Linked DNA regions of Mus musculus: regions 2, 3, 4, 5, 6 and 7 are each linked to region 1. A link is a contact called in public HiChIP or PLAC-seq data. All regions are on one chromosome and are shown on one strand. The core of a region is the stretch at or near the end of the contact, and the rest is flanking DNA. Distances in the headings are between cores, read along the strand shown. Region 1 has its middle 32 kb from the start of Gm36227. Region 2 overlaps Mir100hg (Mir100 Mirlet7a-2 Mir125b-1 cluster host gene). Region 3 overlaps Mir100hg (Mir100 Mirlet7a-2 Mir125b-1 cluster host gene). Region 4 has its middle 33 kb from the start of Mir125b-1. Region 5 has its middle 50 kb from the start of Mir125b-1. Region 6 overlaps Gm35835 (a long non-coding RNA gene). Region 7 has its middle 7.6 kb from the start of Gm40515.

The links. HiChIP or PLAC-seq counts read pairs in DNA pulled down with a chosen protein or histone mark.
Region 2: a CTCF HiChIP or PLAC-seq map of the NIH/3T3 cell line shows a contact between it and region 1, with 9 read pairs. The contact joins two enhancer-like sites. A contact is called at or near these places in 3 of 15 datasets of contacts at CTCF or cohesin (the NIH/3T3 cell line and large pre-B cells), 7 of 484 Hi-C or Micro-C datasets (the C2C12 cell line, the N1E-115 cell line, adipose-derived mesenchymal stem cells and 4 more) and 24 of 115 datasets of contacts at active chromatin or transcription factors (astrocytes, bone marrow-derived macrophages, cardiomyocytes and 15 more).
Region 3: a CTCF HiChIP or PLAC-seq map of the NIH/3T3 cell line shows a contact between it and region 1, with 27 read pairs. The contact joins two enhancer-like sites. A contact is called at or near these places in 11 of 39 promoter capture datasets (the 3T3-L1 cell line, 3T3-L1-derived adipocytes, cranial neural crest and 7 more), 1 of 15 datasets of contacts at CTCF or cohesin (the NIH/3T3 cell line), 4 of 484 Hi-C or Micro-C datasets (the C2C12 cell line, the HL-1 cell line, cortical neurons and 1 more), 19 of 115 datasets of contacts at active chromatin or transcription factors (the NIH/3T3 cell line, VIP interneurons, a colorectal cancer cell line and 15 more) and 1 of 9 other capture datasets (embryonic stem cells).
Region 4: an H3K4me3 HiChIP or PLAC-seq map of craniofacial prominence shows a contact between it and region 1, with 8 times the contacts expected there. The contact joins two enhancer-like sites. A contact is called at or near these places in 2 of 15 datasets of contacts at CTCF or cohesin (both in the NIH/3T3 cell line), 21 of 484 Hi-C or Micro-C datasets (LSK cells, cerebellum, cerebral cortex and 12 more) and 21 of 115 datasets of contacts at active chromatin or transcription factors (SST interneurons, astrocytes, craniofacial prominence and 16 more).
Region 5: a contact with region 1 is called in an H3K27ac HiChIP or PLAC-seq map of SST interneurons, with 6 times the contacts expected there. The contact joins two enhancer-like sites. A contact is called at or near these places in 2 of 15 datasets of contacts at CTCF or cohesin (the NIH/3T3 cell line and stem cell-derived epiblast-like cells), 3 of 484 Hi-C or Micro-C datasets (embryonic stem cells, gonadal supporting cells and growing oocytes), 17 of 115 datasets of contacts at active chromatin or transcription factors (SST interneurons, VIP interneurons, craniofacial prominence and 12 more) and 1 of 9 other capture datasets (embryonic stem cells).
Region 6: a contact with region 1 is called in an H3K27ac HiChIP or PLAC-seq map of the NIH/3T3 cell line, with 6 times the contacts expected there. The contact joins two enhancer-like sites. A contact is called at or near these places in 3 of 15 datasets of contacts at CTCF or cohesin (the NIH/3T3 cell line, embryonic stem cells and stem cell-derived epiblast-like cells), 9 of 484 Hi-C or Micro-C datasets (cortical neurons, embryonic fibroblasts, embryonic stem cells and 4 more), 16 of 115 datasets of contacts at active chromatin or transcription factors (the NIH/3T3 cell line, a colorectal cancer cell line, craniofacial prominence and 11 more) and 1 of 9 other capture datasets (embryonic stem cells).
Region 7: an H3K4me3 HiChIP or PLAC-seq map of pro-B cells shows a contact between it and region 1, with 5 times the contacts expected there. The contact joins two enhancer-like sites. A contact is called at or near these places in 1 of 39 promoter capture datasets (the SN4741 cell line), 1 of 15 datasets of contacts at CTCF or cohesin (the NIH/3T3 cell line), 2 of 484 Hi-C or Micro-C datasets (the HL-1 cell line and embryonic stem cells), 16 of 115 datasets of contacts at active chromatin or transcription factors (T-cell acute lymphoblastic leukemia, bone marrow-derived macrophages, differentiating embryonic stem cells and 8 more) and 1 of 9 other capture datasets (embryonic stem cells).

What each region holds. Positions count from the first base shown.
Region 1 is chr9:41,949,576-41,952,633 of GRCm38.p6, forward strand. No RefSeq gene overlaps it. Among named protein-coding and RNA genes, the nearest start is that of Gm36227, 32 kb to the left of the region's middle. RefSeq lists an enhancer at 1-3,058. Within about 2 kb of position 1,491, at least 231 of the 459 cell types and tissues checked have an H3K27ac peak or open chromatin away from gene starts, as enhancers often do. A contact at or near this core is called in the C2C12 cell line, the NIH/3T3 cell line, SST interneurons and 13 more, where this site is marked.
Region 2 is chr9:41,513,960-41,517,017 of GRCm38.p6, forward strand. All of the region lies in intron 3 of Mir100hg (Mir100 Mirlet7a-2 Mir125b-1 cluster host gene), which reads left to right. Among named protein-coding and RNA genes, the nearest start is that of Mir100, 16 kb to the right of the region's middle. Within about 2 kb of position 1,417, at least 54 of the 459 cell types and tissues checked have an H3K27ac peak or open chromatin away from gene starts, as enhancers often do. A contact at or near this core is called in the C2C12 cell line, the NIH/3T3 cell line, adipose-derived mesenchymal stem cells and 3 more, where this site is marked.
Region 3 is chr9:41,544,358-41,547,415 of GRCm38.p6, forward strand. All of the region lies in intron 4 of Mir100hg (Mir100 Mirlet7a-2 Mir125b-1 cluster host gene), which reads left to right. Among named protein-coding and RNA genes, the nearest start is that of Mirlet7a-2, 9.2 kb to the left of the region's middle. Within about 2 kb of position 1,649, at least 53 of the 459 cell types and tissues checked have an H3K27ac peak or open chromatin away from gene starts, as enhancers often do. A contact at or near this core is called in the C2C12 cell line, the NIH/3T3 cell line, a colorectal cancer cell line and 3 more, where this site is marked.
Region 4 is chr9:41,613,476-41,616,533 of GRCm38.p6, forward strand. It overlaps a transcript of Mir100hg not described here. Among named protein-coding and RNA genes, the nearest start is that of Mir125b-1, 33 kb to the left of the region's middle. Within about 2 kb of position 1,471, at least 30 of the 459 cell types and tissues checked have an H3K27ac peak or open chromatin away from gene starts, as enhancers often do. A contact at or near this core is called in SST interneurons, craniofacial prominence, embryonic forebrain and 2 more, where this site is marked.
Region 5 is chr9:41,630,411-41,633,468 of GRCm38.p6, forward strand. No RefSeq gene overlaps it. Among named protein-coding and RNA genes, the nearest start is that of Mir125b-1, 50 kb to the left of the region's middle. Within about 2 kb of position 1,566, at least 17 of the 459 cell types and tissues checked have an H3K27ac peak or open chromatin away from gene starts, as enhancers often do. A contact at or near this core is called in the NIH/3T3 cell line, SST interneurons, VIP interneurons and 1 more, where this site is marked.
Region 6 is chr9:41,658,586-41,661,643 of GRCm38.p6, forward strand. It overlaps Gm35835 (a long non-coding RNA gene), which reads right to left. Exons shown (of 5, transcript XR_379295.4): 5 at 1-1,986. Among named protein-coding and RNA genes, the nearest start is that of Gm35835, 77 kb to the right of the region's middle. Within about 2 kb of position 1,641, at least 34 of the 459 cell types and tissues checked have an H3K27ac peak or open chromatin away from gene starts, as enhancers often do. A contact at or near this core is called in the NIH/3T3 cell line, a colorectal cancer cell line and embryonic fibroblasts, where this site is marked.
Region 7 is chr9:42,247,684-42,250,741 of GRCm38.p6, forward strand. No RefSeq gene overlaps it. Among named protein-coding and RNA genes, the nearest start is that of Gm40515, 7.6 kb to the left of the region's middle. Within about 2 kb of position 1,583, at least 48 of the 459 cell types and tissues checked have an H3K27ac peak or open chromatin away from gene starts, as enhancers often do. A contact at or near this core is called in T-cell acute lymphoblastic leukemia, where this site is marked.

The sequences.
Region 1 (3,058 bases), core at 241-2,740:
TCAACCACCACTGGGCAGAGAAAAGGGAAGGACAAGATGGCCGCACAGCCAGCCTGCCTGGCAGACTCCGACCCCAGTCAGCCACCACCAGCTAGCTCTCCAAGGGCAGGACCTGAGGCATCTGCCAGATGGGTGCTGGCTTTTGATCAGCACCGAGTTGAGCCAGAGACCTGCTTGAAAGCCGGCAAGCTCCCTGAAATTAGCTAGCAGAAATCTCCCTAGCTTCCTTGACCACATTACTTGAAGAGTTTGAAGACAGATTGGAAAAAAAAATGCATGGATGGGGACCGCACAGTAAAGACCAGACCTTCTTTTCCGAGGACAAGTCATTCCAGCTCAGCCAAGGGAGGCAGGGCACCCTTTCTGCTCTCGTGGGTGGAACTGTGTGTCTTGTGGCCAGATTTAACTATCAGTGCCCCTGCACTCAGCGTGCAGTCTTTTAATCTCATAGGATAACACCTGTAAAACCCGAGACTACTAGAATGGGTCCCCAAGCATCCCTGCCTGGTGTGTGACACGCAAAGGGCTGTTTACAAGACATATGATCATTCCAGCGGGTCCACTCAGCAAGGTCTGCTGGAGGCCTCATCTTTTCAAGAGGTCCTCTGGGGTGTGGGCTGCTATCCTCAGGAAACACAGCTTGCATCCTTAAGGGAGATTCAGAAATCCCCCACAGCTGTTAGGAGGCTGTGTCTGGCCCTGGAAGGAGCAGCCAGGCCAAGGGTTAAACAGAGGCTCAGCGTGTTCTGTGCCTGGCAATAGCAGTCTACATGACTCCAGGCCTCTTGTCTCACAAACCAGTTCAGCTTATTCGCCCCAACCTTCATAAAACCCAGAGGTCCGTCCTAGATCGACAAAGAACTCCAATTCTCCCCAAGCAGGCTTCGTCAAGGTTCAACTGTTGACTCCCGCCTGAATCTCCACGTTCACTCCCTCTGGTCACCCTAGCTGCACGTCTGTTCAGCCCCCCTTTCCTTTGGGGATAAATCAGCGTTTGCGTTTTTTTGTTTTAATTCTTTCAAAGGATGAGGAATGTTGACACTCCTGAAACAAGCCTCTGATGTCTGGTTAGACTTCAGACGGCTGAGTGTGAGCGTACGCTGACGCAATCGGGCCGATTGGGTTAAACCAAATATTACAATCGCAAGAATTCATCTGGAACTAATAATTTTGAGGCCACCGAAAGTAAAAGGGCCCTCTTTGGGCTTGGCCAGTGGCAGAGGCCAGCTCGGGCCAATGCTGCCACCTGCCGTGGGCGCGGGGAACAGGGCGCGCCGCCTCGGCCTTCCTGTTTTGTTCGCGACCCCTATGCACCCACGCAAGGCAGGTTCCTCGCCAGCCAGACCAGGGCTATTTTTAAAACGCTAGCGCCTGTCCCCAGCCCTTAAGGTAAAGATAGCCAGTCTGGCCGCTCACTGTCTTCTCTGAAAAAGGACCTCTTCCCAATTATAGACCCAAGACTGGCTAGCAGGGCACTCGCAGTTGGAGTTCCATTAAGCAAACAACCCCTTGTGCTAAAGAGATCGTGTGTCGCAGGCTCACTTAGAGGAACGCTCATTTAAGGAAGATTGTTTTATTTTGCGGGAGATGAAGGAAACACACAACTCTGGGTTCTGTCGGCACATTGCTGAACTGCAAGTCACGTGCCAGATCCAAAAATGATGAAAACATCTGTTTTTGCTTTAGCCCAGCGAGGCCCCGACGGTGGGGAGGGGCAGGGAAGGGACCGTGGTGGCTTTGCTCATGAGCGCCATCTGCCGAGCCTGCCGGGGAAACGCGTGAGATCCCGGCACAATGCAAGTTGCCGCTCACCCCCGGGGAAAGGAGAGATCAACAGGTGGGGGTCTGTGCCCGGGAGACCACTCTCCTCGGAGGGCAACCCTGGCAGTGCCCTGGGAACTCTGCAACTCTGAGTTGTCTCGGGGTGTTCTCAACAAAGAGATCTTTCCCTGGTGACTGCTCTGGGGCAGAGGAAGAGACCGAGGGTGGCAGCGAATGAATTCTCAGGTTGGAAAGGAAGGCGGTAAGGGGGAGGGGAGGGGCTCTTGGTGTGCAGACAGTAAAATTTGCGGTTCGTGCCGGCTGAAATCTCCCAGAACAAAGAAACCACTTCCCAGCTCCCGCCCTGCACTCCCACCAACCAGCTCTCTTTCCTGCTATGGTTGTGCAGTAGGTCTGAGAATGCTCCAGAGTTCAGAGATACTACTGTCGTCAGGCAGAGCTTGTCCATCCCTTTCTGTGTAACTCGTCCACCCTCAAAAAGCCAGTGGTGGATCCCAGCTCTGAACAGGGACCTCACTGACAGCCATGACATACAACCTTAGCGTTTTGTTCAGTCTTCCCCAAGTTATTCATTGCTTGCCTGCCAAGTGCCTAACACTCCGCACAAGTGTTTGCAAGAAGTATATATGTGTACAAATACGTCAGAGGAAAACGTGTGCGTGTCAGCGTTACACACAATGACAGCTAGGACCTCAGAGGCAGGGAGAAGAGTACAGACTAGGGAGGGATGTAGAATCCACCTTTGGTCTCAGTGAGGAATTCCTTCCCCCAGCCTGCTTCTGCCCTAGCCTCCAGCCCTTACAGATAAGCCATTCTCAGCCTTTCTGGGAACATGGTGTCAAGGGACCATCATTTGCCTCCTGTCACTCCAGGTCAGCCGTGATCCAAGACCCAGGCTCCAGTCTCAGTTGTCTTTTCCTTACCAGATGGAGGTTCTTAGGTGTTACTGGGTAACTGTATGTGCTCCTACGTACCTGCTTTCCACAGGTGACAAGGGGTTAATAGAAAGAGCAAAACACTGGTCAAAAGATGCAGGCTTGCCAGGGGCTCCTGTGTCCCTTGACCGGGCTGGGCTGGTGGGCACATCCTCAGCTCTGGGGCAACATTCCCCAAAGTCTGTCTGTCTGTCTGTACAGTCTGACTGTGTCCTCTAACCTACAAACCGACAGGGTTAAAAAGGAAACTGAGGCTCTGTCTATCGGAGCTGCATCCTTTCCTATCCGTCTTCAAATAAATATAGAAAGCTTGTCCTTTATATGGGTCAGGAACCTGTCTA
Region 2 (3,058 bases), core at 167-2,666, 440 kb before region 1:
AGCTCTGTGAACTACCCAAGTTTGGTGAGAATCAGCAATGTGCATCCTTTTCAAGAGCTGGCTAGTTTTTTCATTCCCTCAGCATGTAATCAGCTGGCCCACACAGGCTTTAGTGAGCAAGTGAAGTGGGTTCTCTTTGTTTTACTTTGGGTTTGGTTTTTCTAGCAGCTTTAGAGTTCCATACATTATAGCTAAGTTTTACATTTTGGGTTGATTTTGTATATAGTTTGTGATAAGGGTTCAATTCACTCTTCTGCATGTGTGTAAACAAATTTCCTAACCCTGCAGTCAGTCAGTCAGTCAGTCAGTCAGTCAGTCAGTCAGTCAATCTGTCTGTCTGTCTGTCTGTCTGTCTCTCCATTGTAAATCCTTTCCACCTTGTGAAAATAATACATTTACTATAAGGCATATCATTCTGGGCTTTCTATCATGCTCTGTTTATCTATGCATCTATCTGTGGTTTTATGTAGAACCACAATGTTTGGATTATTGTGGTTTTGTAGCATATTTTGAAATAACGAAGTATAATACCTCTGGCTTTGGGGTTTTTTTTTTCTTTCAATATTGCTTTGGGCATTTGGGGTCTTCTGTGTTTCCTGATGAATTTTGGGGTTTCCATTTTTCTCATTCTGTGGTGAATGACATTGGAGTTTTGATAGAGATTACATTGATCTGTGTATGTTTCTGCATGGGATGGACATTTTAGCAGTGTTATGATTTTGCTCAGTGGGTAAATTCTGTGTTTTTTTTCCATTGAAAAAGACAGAAGAGAGACAGAGATAAAGAGAGGAAAGGCGAAAGAAGGAGAGGGAAGCAAAAAAGCAAGGAGGGAGAGAGAGGAAAAGAAGCAAGGAGAAAAAAGAAGGAAGAAGAAGAAAGAGGAGAGAGGCAGAAGGAAGGAGAGGTAAGACAGGAGCAAGCAGATGGAGCCTGGTAATTAGAGTTGATCATTTTAATATATATATATATGTATATATATATATATATATGTCACAGAACATCAAGTTGTATATTCTAAATGCATACAGTTCACACAACCAGTGGCAGGAACAGAGAGAGAGAGAGAAAGAGAGAGAGAGAGTTAGAGAGAGAGACAGAGAGAGAGACACACACAGAGACACAGACAGAAGATAGACAGAGACAGATGGAGATGGAGATAGAGACAGAGGGAGAGAGAGAGAGAGAGAGAGAGAGAGAGAGAGAGAGAGAGAGAGAGAGAGAGAGAGAATTGTGTTCATAGGCAACCCCTATTTCTGAATCACCATCTCAAAGAATCTGGTTCAGAACTGGGTGGGTCCCAGGAATCTTAATGGTTACTCAACTTCCCAGGGGACTTGGCTGGGTGGTCCTGGGGCTGCACTTGAAGAAACACTCCTCTGGAATCTCAGCCTCTGAACTTTCTAACCTTGTTACTTCCCAAAGGATGATGTGGCCTCACTCCACTCAAATGTCCAAACAATACATAAGATTCTTTGTGATTCATACTTGTGTCCTTATTTTCTGACTCAACAATTAATTCCTGGTTAGGTCAGTCATTGAGCAATTTTCTTTTGCTCAGTCAGTCAGCCCCTCTCTTCTGTGTGCCAGACACTGGAGAGACAGGAATCCCAGTCCTCCCCACTGAACCCACAGAATGGCAATAGCAGTAACGATGGTTCTTCCAGCACTCTATCCATGTGCACAGTCCATGCAGCTTATGTTACTGGCCTATTTCATTCTCTACCTTTTGGTAACCTGTCATGAACCAGAACAAAATCTGAGAATATAAATATAGACAGAGAATCAGAAAGTAGTCTGCAGCTCATTTTTTACCCTTAATATATGTCTTTAAGTTCTTTGTGTCTATCTTTTTTCTTTTAATCGATTGTTCCCTCCCCTCCCCTCTTCTCCCCTCTCCCCCTTCCCCTCCCCTCCCCTCCCCTCCTCTCCTCTCCTCTCCCCCCTCCTCTCCCCCCTCCTCTCCCCCTCCCCTCCCCTCCCCTCCCCTCCCCTTCCTCTCCTCTCCTCTCCTCTCCTCTCCTCTCCTCTCCTCTCCTCTCCTCTCCTCTCCTCTCCTCTCCTCTCCTCTCCTCTCCTCTCCTCTCCTCTCCTCTCCTCTCCTCTCCTCTCCTCTCCTCTCCTCTCCTCTTCTCTCCTCTCAAAAACAGTGCTCATGCACTTTAGGCAAGCCCAGAACTTACTGTGTAGCCTAGAATGGCCTGAAACCTGATAGCAATCCTCCTGTCTCAGCCTCTAAACTTCTGAGATTACAGTGTGTACTACCATGAATGACCCAGTCTTTCTTCATAGTAGCTACAGAGAATCCCACTATGGAGGTACTGTTTTGTCTTTGACCACCATTCCCCTGATGAATTTGCATTTCACTAGTTACAAATAGTCCCCTTATAAACTTCAGAGCAAATATGATATACTCTTCTTTTAGAGGATGAGTTAAGAACAGTTAGTGATCCTGCCAGGGCTTCCCCCCCCCCCCTGACACTAGCATAGTCCTCCCTGCCTCAACACCAACAGTTCTTTCTTTATGTGTTACTACCTCCTATGATTCTCACAGGCTAAGTGCTGGACTCTGTGGAAACTACAAACTCACACCAACCTGACTTCTCTTGGGACTTCAAGTTCACCGGAGGAGTGCTAACGGAATAGACTCTAGGAGCTGTCTGGGAATGGAGGGTGGAAACTGCTCTAGAAAGAGGTGTTGAATGATTGCAAACTCACCAGTCATGCTGATCATCACTGGAGGAAGCATGTGTGTGCGTGTGCGTGTGCGTGCGTGAGACAAAGAGAGAAGGAGAGAGACAGAGAGAGGGAGAGGGAGGAGGGATTAAAGCCTGGAAAGGTGGAATGACATCTGCCTATGAGGAGTCATAGAGCATCTTGTATGTGTCTGAAAACCACCAGAGTCCTAAGCTAGTGAGCACAGTATAAATAAATACTTACCCCATTTGGCAGCTTCAGTAGAACCCTGGAAGTGAGTGGGCGATAGGGTCCTGTGTCTGTGGCAAGCAAAGATATTTGCCCTTTTAATAGCTTGGATTCTTCCTTTTTAAATGAAGAAAGT
Region 3 (3,058 bases), core at 399-2,898, 410 kb before region 1:
CTTCTCAATATGCTTAGCCGCAGAAGTCACCAGTAAGAAGTTGGAGGGAAAGTAGAGAATGGAGTTAGGGTTCAGAATTCCTCTGATGGCCTTCTGGAACCAGAAGATGGAACTGGACCTCACTGATGGTGGCCAACCCTGATAGCTCCGGCTTTGGTTCCTCGATGTCTCTTTGTTCCTTTCCTACTCTCTCAGGCACACGGTGCAAGGATTTTCTGCCCTTCACGGTCCTCTGGGTTTCTCTCATCTTTACCCAATTTTTGTAAAGTAATCTTTATGTTAAGATATTCAGATAGGGGAAACTGAGGGAAGTCTGCTTTCCTCCAAACTCTAGTTCACTCTAGGCCAACATAGGCAGGTTAACAGAAGCGCTGCATTTCCAAGTACCGCCACTTTTCATCCCGTAGGAGACAGGGGTGTGGGAGATGATCATGATTGTCTTTCACAAAAACCCTTGTGGGTAGAAAGGGCAGAGACCATATCTGTTGCCTCCCGTTTCATTCCGAGAAAACCCGGCAAAGGGCGAACTCACTGCCCATGGAGAGTTGTATAGAGTTCCCACCAAATCCTCAAATCTGTAATATGCTGAAATGGAATGCAAAGCTTTGCTGTGGATGCAGATTGTGGAAGTCAAGGACCATACTTTTCTCCCATAGCAATTCTAACATAAAGTAATCTCTTTCACTGCTGACACCGGAAGTTCTAACTCAATAAAAATATATTTTCTTCCAGGGCTACCTTGGTTGGTGTTCAGCAAATGGGAATAATGTTTCATAATGTTTGGATCTGTTTTTTTTTTCTTTCTTAATTTATCTTTTGGGTCATTAGGTTATTCCCTACTCCTTGTTAGCTTTTCCTCTGTACACACGTGCCTGTACACATGTGCCTGCAGATATGTTTAGTTTGTATGTGGCTCTTACTGTTTTAGTAATATTGATATGATATGGGTATAATCCTGAAAAGTGGACTCTGTCATCTGTACATGAAATAAGACACTAAGAACTCAGAAAGGAGACGGCTGTCAGAATGGATGTTGCCTTTATTGATTTATGATTCCTATTGTTTCACATCACCCCTTATCACAACACCTTTTTACTGGAGTCCATGAAGAATGGAAAGCAGAAATGGACACTACTTTGCTTTGTAAAACACTACATCGCAACCACACTGTGTTCTATGGTCCCCACTCCCGCTTTGTTAAGGTCGGGTTGGAACGTCTGATTTCTCTGCTTAGTGAAAAAGAACTGAAGAACAGTAGACAAAAACTGAGCCCTTGGCTTTCTTCACTGACAGAATAGTGCTTGCAAGGTTTAAAGAGCAGAGTCTTCACTGTTCATATTTTGCAAACAAGATCATCTTTCCAACAAATGGCGGTGTGTGGAAGGTTAGAGATTCAGATAAGCACAGCTGCTTGATGGTAACTTTACTAGCCCACTTGGGAAGTGACCAAAGCACTATTAGATAAGTTAAAAACCAAAACAGCATGGAAAAAAAACTTTTTTTGCCAACTTCTTCTTCTTGACCTGCTGGCAGAGACCAATGGCTGTGTTCTCTATCTTGAGACTATCTCTTGTGGGCCAGACCGGATGATCTAATAGGTCTTTGTAATCTCAAATACTGTGACTTCTATCCCCAAGTGAACTACATAGTTTGTTTACATAGAAACACTCAGAGACTGAAGGAAATGCACTATGACTCACACTAAGGAAAGCAAGCCAGGGTGACTCAAGTGGCTTTCTTTCTAAATAGAAGTAAATTAAAAGCACAGAGCTTCCCTCCAGCTCCTCTCCAGCATCTTGATAATATGTAGAGTTAGAGCACCAGAGTTCTTTGATAGTGAATTTGTTTTTCTACCACAAGCAAATCGTAAATATGATGTTTTGTGAGACCAATAAACATTTGCTGCCCTTATCAAGACCACTCTTTGATGGTGACTGGTTTAATTGTTTTACTTTCAAGTTGTATCCCAGCCGCTTGGGAAATTTAAAAATGTTAGACAAGATAGAAAAAAATTAAAAATTGCTATAGAAACACAAACCTAATATAAATAAAGTATAACCACTGTTCATTTCAACCTTATTAAGGATTTGTTTCTGTGCTGTGGGCCACATTCATCTAGACAAATGAAACATTGGGAGAAATTATATTTTTAGAAGATTGCTTTTCTATAACTAGGTTGGCAAAAACATTTCTAAGGACTCTCTTTCCTCTGTGTTCTAGAAACATCTTGTAATTTCTCTACCAGATAGTACTTTGAATAGCCTTTTTAGGACTTAAAAAATTACAGCTATTTATGTTGTTGGTTTCGATATGCTCTGTTTTAAAAATCAAATACACTCAAACCTGGCACTTGGCTCCTTTCAAATAGGTGTAGGCAAATCAAGAGATATTGCTTCAGGAAGACTTAAAATTTCTTACCTGGTTTCTTGCTCAATTAACTTTGGGACACAGTGGTTAAAAACTGTAGTCAAGATAGATCTTTAAAAAGGTGGAGGAAAGCAAATCCCAGCATCAGCTTTTAGAACATGCCTCGAAGACAAATGGATAAAACTGTAGTCCATTCTACAGTTTTTCATGTACTTTATAAATATGTGTGCATATTATAATTTGGTGACATAATTATATAATTATGTAATAATATAAATGAATGTATATTGTATATAATAAATATAATCTTAATATATATAATTATGTTGTAAATTGTCTAGGTTTACACCTTTTCATATATATATATATATACATATATATATATATCAATTGTACAGAATAATAGGCTCTATATGATTCTCTCACACATGTGTATAATGTTTCCTGGTTATGGGACAGTATTTGTGGAGGAGGAGGCTGGATGTTGGTTTTTCCTTTTATACCTGCTTACCAATTTATGGTTAAATGATTTCTGTTTGTTCCTAAATGTCACATAATATGAGAAGAAAATACGCTAATAGAAATCAAGATACAGAAATGGTTATGTAGAAAACTAACACTGGGGGTTGCTATATTACAAGCTGCGGTTTCAGATGAAAATAACAATTGCGGAGGATTCTGTCAGAGGTCT
Region 4 (3,058 bases), core at 221-2,720, 340 kb before region 1:
GCAGAAGCAAGTACTATTCCATTACAAATGAAGCAGAGAGAGCCAGAATTATTTGGTCAGCTTGGTATTCAAAATGGTTGAGATTCTGACCTTCCCACTCCTTCCTTAATTATCTTGATAATTTTGGCAAGAGGAGGTTTGTGGGGTGGAGAGGGATAATTCTGAAAGAATTAAATAATTATAGCAGTCAGGAAATCCATCCAGGGTTTTATAAATTCCTGCATAATAGTTCAAAATCTCTTGATTTTTCATCGTGTATAAGCTAAATTCATTAGCACATACCTTAGATCATCTGTTAGATGCCTAGCAGTGTAAAAACACAGGGCCTGTGAAGTGTTTTTTTTGGTTTTGTTTTGTTTTTAATCTTGACTTTTACAGAATAAAAACTACCACCACCAACAACAACAAGAGAACAGACATGTTGCATTTAAAATTGTACCTATTTCTTTCTGGCTCTCAGCTTTTCTTTTAATGCCGCAGTAATACCACTGTTCATTTCCTGTTCAACTTCAAACCTACCTTTTGATTCTTCCAATGTCCCTTAGGCTAATGTTTTCACAAAGAATGAAATGAACAGACAGAAACAATTAAGTGAGCAGATACAGTGAAAAGGAACACCGGCTGCCGCTTTCACACGACTGGAAGTGTAGGAATGAATTCTGCTTGGAATCTGATCCTCCAGCCACAGGGCTTTTGCTGCTCACATCATTTTTCTTCTGCAAACCCCCCTCAGCCCCCAGTGTACTGCACGCCACTTTTCCTTTATGGAAGGAAAAGATCGAGGCACACAAAGAAAGGCCCAAATACTCACAGGCACGGGAAATATTTTCTCTGCCTGTTACTAGGACCGGATAAGCTCCAAGAAAGAAAATCCACCTAGATATTTTAAACTGGGGAATGTCTCCCCAAAGCCTGGTAAATGTTCACATGTGTCTTCATGAAATTTGTAATATGGATTGTTTACACAGCCCTGATTGAGGGCATGAGCACCATTAAAAAGGATCAAGTCGGTTTAGGGATGGAAAATTGTAGAAACCAGAGCTGTTATCCACAAGGAGAAGTGTAGGTTTTGGTTTCTTTGAAACAATAATACGCAGGACTTGATATTAAAAGGTATTTCAACAGCCAAGAGTAAGCTGTTGGTGACCCTTCGAAGTTCTATAAGGAATCAACAAGGTGGTAAGTCACTCTCCTCAAACAGGTCTGAAGGCAAGTGTTGATGACATGGCTGGGGCTCTATGACATCTCCTTCTCTCTCTTTCCAGTAGCACACTAAGAGATTTTCCATGGCGGGAGCTCGGCACTCCTGGAGTGGGGTTTACTTTGTTCAGGCGTTGTGTTGGTATTTGAGGAGACTGGCTACAACTCCACAAGGCGGTTGCTGAGGATGGAGCCTCTGTGTATCTCAGAAGACTGCAGTTCTTACTGCTAGGAGACTGCATGGCTAGTTCCCTCTGAGTTAAGCTTCTATTTTTGAAGCCCAGATGCAATAAGGAGGTGCCTATGATAGACACAGAATACAAACCCCACACAGCTTAAAGCTGGCAGATGTCTTCTGCAAAACGATGCCACACCTTGACCCTGAATGAGGAAGAAGGCAGGGATCCATAGGATTATCCGGAGTGGAAAACATGGCTTCCACTTCTAATTTGTTTTTTAAAAACGGAATCATACCTATGAATTTCTTAATAAAATATCTTTCTTGTAAAATGTAGTCATTGTATTTTTATTGTTGTTGTGATGGGAATGTATCTTTTAATGCCATGGAATAGTTTAATGCTGAAATAGCAAAGGGCTAGAGACAGCTGGAGTAAACATAAAACAGCTATATACTGATATTACAATGGATTTTTTTTTTAACTTGAGATTCCAGGATGGGTAAAATTCTCACTACACCAAATGGCTGGTTCCATGGAAATTGACCACACGTAATAGGGAGTGTTTCCCTGGAAAACCAGGCACGTTATATCACTTGAAAGACCTACTGCCTCCTCTTTGTTATTTACTTCTTTAAAACCTACAAATAAAACACCTAAGGAGTGTAGCGATATGGAGCACTCCAGTAAGGCATTCTTTCAGAATTTATAAACAGTTCCAGAAGCAGTTAAATTAATGAGTTTTCAGCTGTCTGTGCAGAACTTAAGCAAAACAGGATTTTTCTACCAGGCATATTAAGATCACTTGATCATCACCATGCTTGTCTTTTTGACACACACAGAAGAGGCGAAGCTAAAATGTCTCTGAATGGTTGTTCCAGTATAGCATTAAAAGCTAAAATGGCCAGACAGAAACCAAAGAATAAGAGATAGGTCAGGGTGACAGTAGACAAAAGATCATTAAAAAGAACCTACTGAAAGTGCCTATAGTATCACAATTATATGTCTAAGTATGAGATTATAATACATTGGGGAACAAAAGAACCTACTGACATAGATCTTATGAAACCTGTAAGTCCACAGTGACTTACCTAAAGATCTATCCTGAACCCATGATGAGACATTGTTCGGGAAGATCTTTATGGACTTTATAGCACAGAGGAGCTCTCAAAAGAAGAGCTTCATTGATAACAAGGGGTCTCAAGTCCAATAACACAACTCCTTCTAAGAGACTATGGAGAGACAAGGCACACAGTGGGGAGGTCGTATGGACCCAGAAGCAGGAACTTCTACTAGCCACAAGAGGTTGGAAGACACACATGGAACTGGCTCACTGTGAGCCCTTAAAGCAGGAACCACTTTGATTTCAGACTTAGGGCTTCCAGAACTGTGTGACAAGGAATTAATCTTAGTTTTGGACACACATTTGGGCAATTGGTTACAATAGCTGTAGGAAAGCAAGCTAGAGTTATTTGACCATGAGGGTGAAAAAACAGGCTCAAGGGATAACAGAGTGACTGAACTGTCAGAAGGGTGTGATGCCCTGGACTGGAACTCATGAACAACCAGAATTCAGGGATGCGTTTTACCTATAGCATCCTTCTTCTCTATCTACTTCATCTTCACCAGCTTTCTTCACTTGACAAGAGATACTCTCTGCTAGCATCTCAGTTTTCCATCTT
Region 5 (3,058 bases), core at 316-2,815, 320 kb before region 1:
TACAACTTGAGGTCAGGGATGGAGATTGCTCCTGAATTTCTTTTATTGTTCAGGATTGTTTTGGTTCTCCTGGATTTTTTATTTTTCCATATGAAGTTGAGAATTGTTCTTTCAGTGTCTATATGCAGAGATGAGGGATGGACAGAAACTGATGGAATGGCCAACCAATAGCTATCCCAACTTGAGACCCATTTTATGGGCAACCACAATTCCCTGACACTATTAATGATTCTCTGTTATACTTGCAGACAAGAGTCTAGCATGGCTGTCCTCTGAGAGGCTCCACTCAGCAGCTGACTCAGACTGATGCAGAAACCCACAGCCAAACTCTGGATGGAGTTTGGGGACTCTTATGGAAGAACAGGTTAAAGGATTGCAGCCTTTAAGGGGATAGGAACACCACAGGAAGACCAACAGAATCAACAAACCTGGACCCTTGGGACTCTCAGAGACTGAACCACTAACCAAAGGACATACATGGTCTGGACCTAGGTCTCTCTGCACATATGTAGGAGGTGTGCAGCTTGCTCTTCATGTGAGTCCTGAATAAGTGGAGCAGGGGCTATCCTAAAAGCTGTTGCCTGTATATGGGTATAGTCTTCTAGCTGGGTAGCCTTGTCTGGCCTCAGTTGGAGATGATGCACCTAGCTTCACAGAGACCTGAAGTGGCATGGTGGGGAGGATACTGAGGGGGAGCCCACCCACTCAGAGAAGTTGGGGAGGGGCAATAGGGGCAAGGATTGTGGGAGGCAGTGACCAGGAGGGGGCCAGTGGGCAGGATGTAAAGTGAATACACAAAACAAACAAATAAAATGTTGTTGATGGAAACGTGAATAAATACAACCATTACAGAAAAAGAGTATGTAGAGGCCTCAAAAATTCAAGAGTTCTCCCATATGATTCAGCAATATCACTATGCAAAAGATATCCAAATTTAAATTAGGATACCCAAAGGATACGTATCCTGCAAGATTTTCTTGCTGTACTCTCCACAATAGCCAAGACTCAGAGCAGACCTGAGTGTTTAGTTAGCTGATGAAAGGACATGAGAGATATACTGCAAACACACAGGGACTGCTATTCAGACTTCACAAAAGAAGAAACCACAGTGCCATTGACTGTACGGATGAGTCTGGAGAACATGACACTAAAGGAAACAGGCCACACACAGAATGACAAATGCTGTATAAATCTCACTTCTATGCGAACTATAGAAAACTTGAGCTCCTGGAAGTCAAGTAGAATAGTGGTTACTAGGGACTTGGGAAGGGGAATGAAAACCTTATTTCTTTCTATTTGTCCCAGACTCCTTTCTTTATGACTAATGATCTTTAAACATATATGAAACCAACCACTGGGGTTTTTGCCCTGTGCTTTCAGTTCCCCTAATGTTGATTCTTTTTTCCTTTTCCTTATTTTCTTTTCTTTAAAATGAACCCTTGTGTTTCATGTTCTTTACCCTTGAAAAATGCTACCAAAGGTTGTGATGAGTCACAGCAGCTTGGCTTAAGAACTATCAACATAAAATATCCAAATATAATCCAGTCCCACATGATGCTCACCCATGAATTATTCATACAATCTGATGAGGACATTGAGAGCATTTGTAGTCAGATAGCTTGTCTCCAAATGATGAAGCACACATCTGAAATGGATCACGATGCTCTCACTTGCAGATGGGGAACCAGGGCCCAGGAAAGCACAGGAACTGAGCAGCACTAAGTAAGCAATGAGGAATGTAACATCAAATATCTCTACTGGGGACTCAAAACTGAGCAATAAATCTCCACCCACCCCTTTCTCTCTCTATTTCCTGGAGGATGCTTGAGTTTATTTTTAAGAATTGTGTACAGGTGGAAGGAAAACACACACTCGTGAGGACTTTGACTAACCCAGATGCTAACTGTGCTCAAATTCAACTGCTAGAATCCTAACAGAAGTCAAAGTGGCTAAGGCCAGTGTCTACCCTCTGCTTCTTAACTTGGCACGCATGACCCTTTGTGACCCAGTCCCACCCAACTTTGCCAGCATTGGCTGACCCGCTAACTCTCTAATGAAAACTGAAACCTTAGGTACCATTCTTACTAAACTCTCTCCAACCAGGTATCTTTACCATTGACTCCAACATAAGCTCTCAAGTCTGGGACAAATAGAGAGAGATACGGTTTTAACTCCCCTTCCCAAGTCCCAGTTGCTGTGAGGTAAAAGACTGCAACTTCCCGTAAGTACCTGCAAGGTAGTGGCAGTACTGACTCAGAGTAACAAGAAAAGCTTCCAATAACCAGAGTTTACTTGTACAATGGCTATTTGAAAAAACACAGAGTCTCACATGTCTTGAAGTGTTGGGGTGGATGTAGGCATGCCATGAGGTGCTATTTGAGAATTTGATGAGTCTCAGAGTCTCAGAGATCTTAGGATATCATCTGTACACAACTCAGTTCCCATCTTTCTTTGGGTCATCACAGGATTATCAACCACAGGACTTCCTCTCCTGCCATAGTATGAACGTTTGTGGCCATCCCAAAATGAGCAGGCTGGCACTGGAACTCTAACATGATAATTCTCATAAGTCAGGAGTAAGTAGGTCATAAAAGCTCTACCTACCTTCGTGAGGGAGGCTTGAGAGCTTATAAGAAGTTTGGAGGGAACTGGCTAGACCCTCTTTATCACTTCTTCCCTCTCCTGGACTGTGATCAAAGTGCCGTCTAAGAAGCCGTGGCCAGACCCTCACCAGATAACAAAGTACTCTCTTGGACTTCTCAGCCCCTAGAAGTAGAAACAGGAATTTTTGTGCTTTAGCATTCATTCTGGCTCACAGGTATCATTCTAGCATCCCAAAGGAATCCCCTCAAGACTAATGAATCCAGCCTATCCTGCTCCAGAGTCACACTCACTTGGGAACTCTTAGCCCTATTCTGGAGTCTTGTATTTGGTTGCTCTTGTGTTTGTTTCCGTTTTCTAGTCAAGACTAGGAATTAGATACCAGTTTCTTCATTCTTCGCCTTGAACTGTATCAGACAAAGAGAAAATGAAAGTTTCCAGCCTCTCCCTGTTGAAA
Region 6 (3,058 bases), core at 391-2,890, 290 kb before region 1:
AGATTTGCCTGAGGAATTGGTCTTAAAGGGCAAGGGTTTACACAGAGCTAGGAGTCATGACAGTAGGGTTTCACACTGGGCTTTGTCAACAAACCTCTAGCTTGTTAGTAGTTAGGTGAATACTTAACACAGTCTAAGTAAGGTAATTTACCCAAATCATATATACATATATGTATATGTATATGTATATGTATATGTATATGTATATGTATATGTATATGTATATGTATATGTATATGTATATACATATATGTGTGTGTGTATGCACTCTATTGAATCCATCTAAAGTGCCAACTTTAAAAAAATTCCTAAAAATTTTAATAAAATATTCACAAAAATTTCTGTTATAAGTGTTGTCATGGTCACGGTGTCTCTTCAGAGCAACAAAGTCCTGACTAAGACAGCACAAAATAAGCCAAGCAATGTCATATGTATAAGGCTGACCATGTTCAGTGTCTTTGGTTCTCACCAGCATACAGCTCCAAAATGTTTCATCCTTACACACAGAAACTGCACCCACTGTACCTCATATAGCTCCCTACTCCTTCAAGTCCCCATCTACTTTCTTCTTATGAATGTGACTAGTCTAGATATTTCACATGAGTGGACTCCTGTGGAATTTTCCCTTGGTGATTGTTTATTCCACTTAACAGACATCCATGCCTTAGCATGCTTCAAACTTTCCTTCTTCTGTAAGGCTGAATAGTAGTTCCATGTGTATACATGTGTACATGTACCACATTTTATTTATCCACTCATCTGTTAATGGATATCTGACTTATGTTTACCTCTTAGCTACTGTGAATAACTCTTCTTTATCTGCTTTGATATTGCTTTCAAATGTTCTGGATATATAGATCCCAAAGTAAAATTTGGGGGAAATCACATGGAAATTTTATTTTTGATATTTTTCAAAGACTTGCTGCACTGTTATGCATGGAGGACAGACTTGTTTCGCATGACGACACGATGCCCAGGCAGACATGCAAGAGCCAGCTCGACCATCTCAGTGTCCCTAAGGATGCAAATGGGGGGCTTTGCCTGTCAATCAATGCCCTGGACCAGTACCGAAAATTGTTTCTAGGATCAATTTTAGTCTAGTAAATCTTTGGTTCCTATTTTAATGTTCCTTTTTTACTTTCTTCCTGTGTGTAATGAATGTATGCAGTCACACAGATACACCACGGCTGACATGCAGAGGTCAGGGGTCAGCTATGTATCTTCAGTTCTTCCCTTCCATTTTTACATGGGGTCCAGGAACCAAACGCAGGCCTCCAGGTTCGCACAGCGAGCTCTTTCTCTACTGGGACTTCTCACCGGCTCCTCTTTGCCTGTTCAATTTTATTCTCCCCCTGTTTCTCTCCTGTTCTTTATCTAGTTTTTTTTCTTCTTACCTCCTTTAGCATAAATTTAGCAGCATGCCTATTTTTGAAGCTATATCTCAGATACAAATCATAAACATTGACTGTGAGTTTGGAGAAAAAAAAATTACAGCAAAAGAGAAAACAAGTGAACCCATTCAAGAGAAACATTGAGGCTCCCGACCCAGGTTTGGTGCCATTGTGCTTCCAATATGTTTTGAATTAGGTTATGTCAACCATGACTACAAGCTGAAAACATTCAAAGCAACCCTGGAACAAGGCATATTTGGTTTCTTCCAAGGGAGTTTTCAAAGTATACTTAAGAGCAGAACTCTGGAATGTATAAACACAGGGGAAAGGGTGGCAAGCAGGTCATCTTCCTGGTCCACGGCATGGAGGCTTTCGAAGTATCCAAAGCTCGTTTCTCTCATCGAGGTTGCTTGGAGAGTTGATTCTTCTTTAGCCTCCACACTTGCACGGGAGAGGCCACTCAGAAGGAAGTGAGCAGGGGAAGAGTCTGAAACAAGTTATGTGGACAGACATGGTATCTGTCCACAGTCCTTAGACTCAGATGGGATTTATTCCCATTTCACAAACAGTGCATGTTATTGTGGTGGCCTGACACCTAAGAAAACAGAATGGAATATAAGTTATAAGGGGACAAAGATTTTTCCTGGGGAAAACAAAGATATTGCTGGTTTTATACAGAGTAGACAGAAAACTTATGAAAGAAAATTTCACAAACCGTGAAAAGAAATCTACCCGACTACAGAGAGACGGATGAATCACTTAATAAGGAACTCGGCCTGCTCACATCCGCAGTCCTGAAGGCATCCCTACAGTGAGTCACAGAGTCTGTCTCAAGGTTCCCAATGTTCTGCCATTCAGGACTGGTATACTTTGAACACCTCACTCAGAAAGTAGTAAAAATAGGCCACTCCAGAGAGGTCTTTTCTGCAAAAGCCATGTGTCTTCTTTGGTCATGATGCAAGTCAAATGAAGTGTCAGACCACACAGTCCTCTGTGCTCATATGTCATGTTTTCATTACAGTAATAGTACAACTTTAAAATGTAAGGGCTTACATATTCATTACAATTCTAGGTAAGACAGGCTCCTTGTCAATCCAGTGCTGCCACTCCTGACAGTGGGGATGGTGGTGATGTTGGTCATGATAATGTGATATGTCCTGTTGTGAGGACAAGAGCAGATCCTGTATGTAGCACATCCACAATTTTCTAGGCTCTTGTTTCCTAAGTGTTAAGCAGGACTCCTGCTGTTACAGTCACCGTTATCACCTCTGCTTACACCACTGGTCTAAGATGGTCTATAGCCACTGATAAGGCTGCTTGTAGGGTCCAAAGCTGCCTCTATCATTTGTAATCTGTAGAACTCTGGGAAAGTCATCTTCTGCCTCAGTGGTCTTACTTAGGAAATAAAGGCAATGCCTTATACTCTATCTATCTATCTATCTATCTATCTATCTATCTATCTATCTATCTATCTATCTACCTATCTATCTATCTATCTATCTATCTATCTATCAACTATCTATTTTCTACATGCCATCTATCTACCATCTACTTTTCTGTCTTCCTATCTATATTCTGTCTTCCTTTAATCATGTGTCGGTACTGTTTTCTTTACCATCTGTCTTCTATCTATCATCTATCTATCTATCTATCTATCTATCTATCTA
Region 7 (3,058 bases), core at 333-2,832, 300 kb after region 1:
TTCTCAGCTTGTAGCCTCTTTCCACCACAGAAATTCTTATGTGGCCTAGAGTGTACAGGTATAAAAAACAGACAGGAAAACCAAGTATCGAATGACAATAAATGATACAGAAATTCACTTAAGACAATAGTTGGTTTAGAACAATTGGCTTAGAATTTTATTATTTATTGAAGAAGAAATCAAGTGTTTATACTAATGACACAAATGCACTTATTTGTCCATGAATAATTAAATCCAGGCTAAAAATTTGATCCTGGGAGCATCTTTGATGCTTTCCCAAGCTGACTGATACTTCGCTTTTATGTACAGGGTTTATTTATGTGCAATAGTGTGTGTCTGTGGGAGTGTCTGCTACATATGTGCAGGTGCTTGTGGAGGTCTGAAGACAGTGTCAGAGTCCCTGAAGCTGGAGTTACAGGTAGGTGTGAGCCATCCAGCCTGGATGCTGCGAGACAAACCTGTGTTCTCTGGAAGAGCAGTAAGCACGCCACCATTGAGCCTTTTCTCCAGCCCTGAGTTTGATGTTATACTCATCAACTCTGAGAGCGCTGCTTTGCATAAATACATGTTACAAGTATATTTAGGACTATTTCAGAAATTGTTAGCAATTCTGTTCTAATCCCAAGACCAAATTTTTTTTTCACAATTTTTATGACACTGAGATCATCATACTAAACAGCAAGTTTTGAAATCAAGCATTTTGGCACACTCCAACTGGAAGATGTACTAGTTTGATATTCACATGCTGAGTAGTGACAGCAGCAAAACAACCAAAGTTCTCGCTATCCATAGACCATCATACGTAGAGGAGACTTCGCATGCACTGTAAGCAATGTGGTTCTAAGACACAGTGGGCTAGAAGCTGAACTGAGGTGTTCAGGCGTGTTTGCAGGTGCTCGCAGCATGGACATGCACTGTGCAAAGTGCCCGTTTGGAGCACCCAGACCCAAGGCTGCAGTCAAATAGCACAATGTAACATGGGTTAAGCAATGCCAGAAACACCCACTCAGACTGTGCAAGAAAAGTGGAAGATACAATTCAGTATTATACTACGCTAAGGAACTACAACTGCACATCTTATATGTGACGAGGGGACTGTTTAAACAATTCGTGGCAAAAAAGTCTATACATTAAACAAAAAGAAAACAAACCAAACCGCAAAAGGAACAAAATCTTTGAAAAAGAATGCATTGAATCTGAAGAAAACAATCGACAACTTAAAAAGTTTCCTCTTAGCCGGGCGGTGGTGGTACACCCCTTTAAACCCAGCACTTGGGAGGCAGAGGCAGACGGATTTCTGGGTTCGAGGCCAGCCTGGTCTACAAAGTGAGTTTCAGGACAGCCAGGACTACACAGAGAAACCCTGTCTCAAAAACCAACCAACCAACCAACCAAAAAAAAAAAAAAAAAAAAAAATTCCTCTCTTAAAAGACTAACTTGGCTCTATGCTTTTAGGCCAGTGTGAGGGGAGTGGTTTTGCCCCACATAGGCTCCTGGCTGATCTTTCCCCCTGACCACACCCAGAAAGAGCCTTGTGATCGTGGACTGAAAGGTCTGGGACCGAACCATTACAAGTCAGTCACACCCAAACACAGAGGACACACCTCGCCTTAGTCATAGCTGTCAGACCTGGTGAACTTTGAACCACATGGGAAAGGAAAGAAGAAAAGAAAGGGGGAGCTACACAGTGAGATCCTGTCCAAAAGGTGAACACCCCGCCCCCCACACCACCAGAACAACAACAAAACCACAGCTCACAGGCTGGGGATGGTGAAGATGCGTTAAAAAGACAGGAAATGCAGTCCCGAGAGACAGAAGTGTTCTGTTGCTATTAACCTCAATTCAAGATTTTTCCTTAAGACACATTATCAAGGCAATGAAAAGACAAGCCACCTTGGAGTAGATCTTTTAACAGGTACATAGAAACGTTTGTGTCACTACATACAGAACTCTGTAAATCAAGAAAGCAAAACCGGGTGTGGGTGGTGGGTTGGCTAGATTTCTGTCAATTTGACACAAGCTAGGATACTTTTGGGACACGGGGCACCAGTTGAGGAAATGCCCCCATTAGACTGGTCTGTGATGCATTTTCTTGACGATTGATGGGCGAGGGGGCCAGCTCACTGTGGGGGGGTGCTGCCCCTGGGCTGGTGGTCCTGGGTTCTAGAAGGCAGTTTTTGAATAAGCTGGGAGGAGCAAGCCAGCAAGCAGTGGTCCTCCACCGCCTCTGCAGCAGTTCCTGTCTCCAGGTTCCAGCCCTGACCTCCCTCGGTGATGTTTGGGTCTTTATTCACAGCAATAGAAGGCCTGGCTAGAACACAGATGTAATTCCAGCACTCAGGAGGCAGAACTGACACAAGTTCAAGGTCAGCCTGGTCTACACTGAGAATCCAGAACATTTGGGGAGATTTAGATAAGACTCTAGCAACTACTACTACAATTACCACCACCACTAACAATTTGGTTTTTAAAAGGCCAAAAGACTTGAACATATAGGAAAAGATGTAGTAATCTGTTTTTTTTTTGAGGTGTTTACCTGTATTAGTCGTTGAAAAATGTAAATTGATCCACACTAATGCCTTGAGAATAAAGATTGGCAATATTGTTAGTAAGACTGTGGGGAAAGCAGAATTCTCACATTGGTAGTGGGACTATAGGATGATACAACTGCTCAGGAATCCAGTTGACAGTTTCTTATAAAAACTGGACATAGGGGCTGGAGAGAACTCAGCATTTAAGAGCACTGGTTGTCCTTGCAGTGGACACAGTTAATTCCCAGCACTCATAGAGGCTCACAACTGTCTGAAACTACAGATGCAGGGGTCATGATGCCTGTTTGGCATCCTTGAGCACTGCATGTGCACGGTGTGCAGACAGACACACAGGCAAGACATCTGTGCACATAAAAAAAAACAATTAAAAAATTGTAGACAGGTATCTCCCCTACCAGCACTGAGGTAACCAAGGATTGAAACCCAATCTTGGACTACAGCTGTCTCCTGAGAGGCAGACTCTATCTCTGCATAGTTTCCCATCTTAGAAGTGTGAGGCTGTGCTG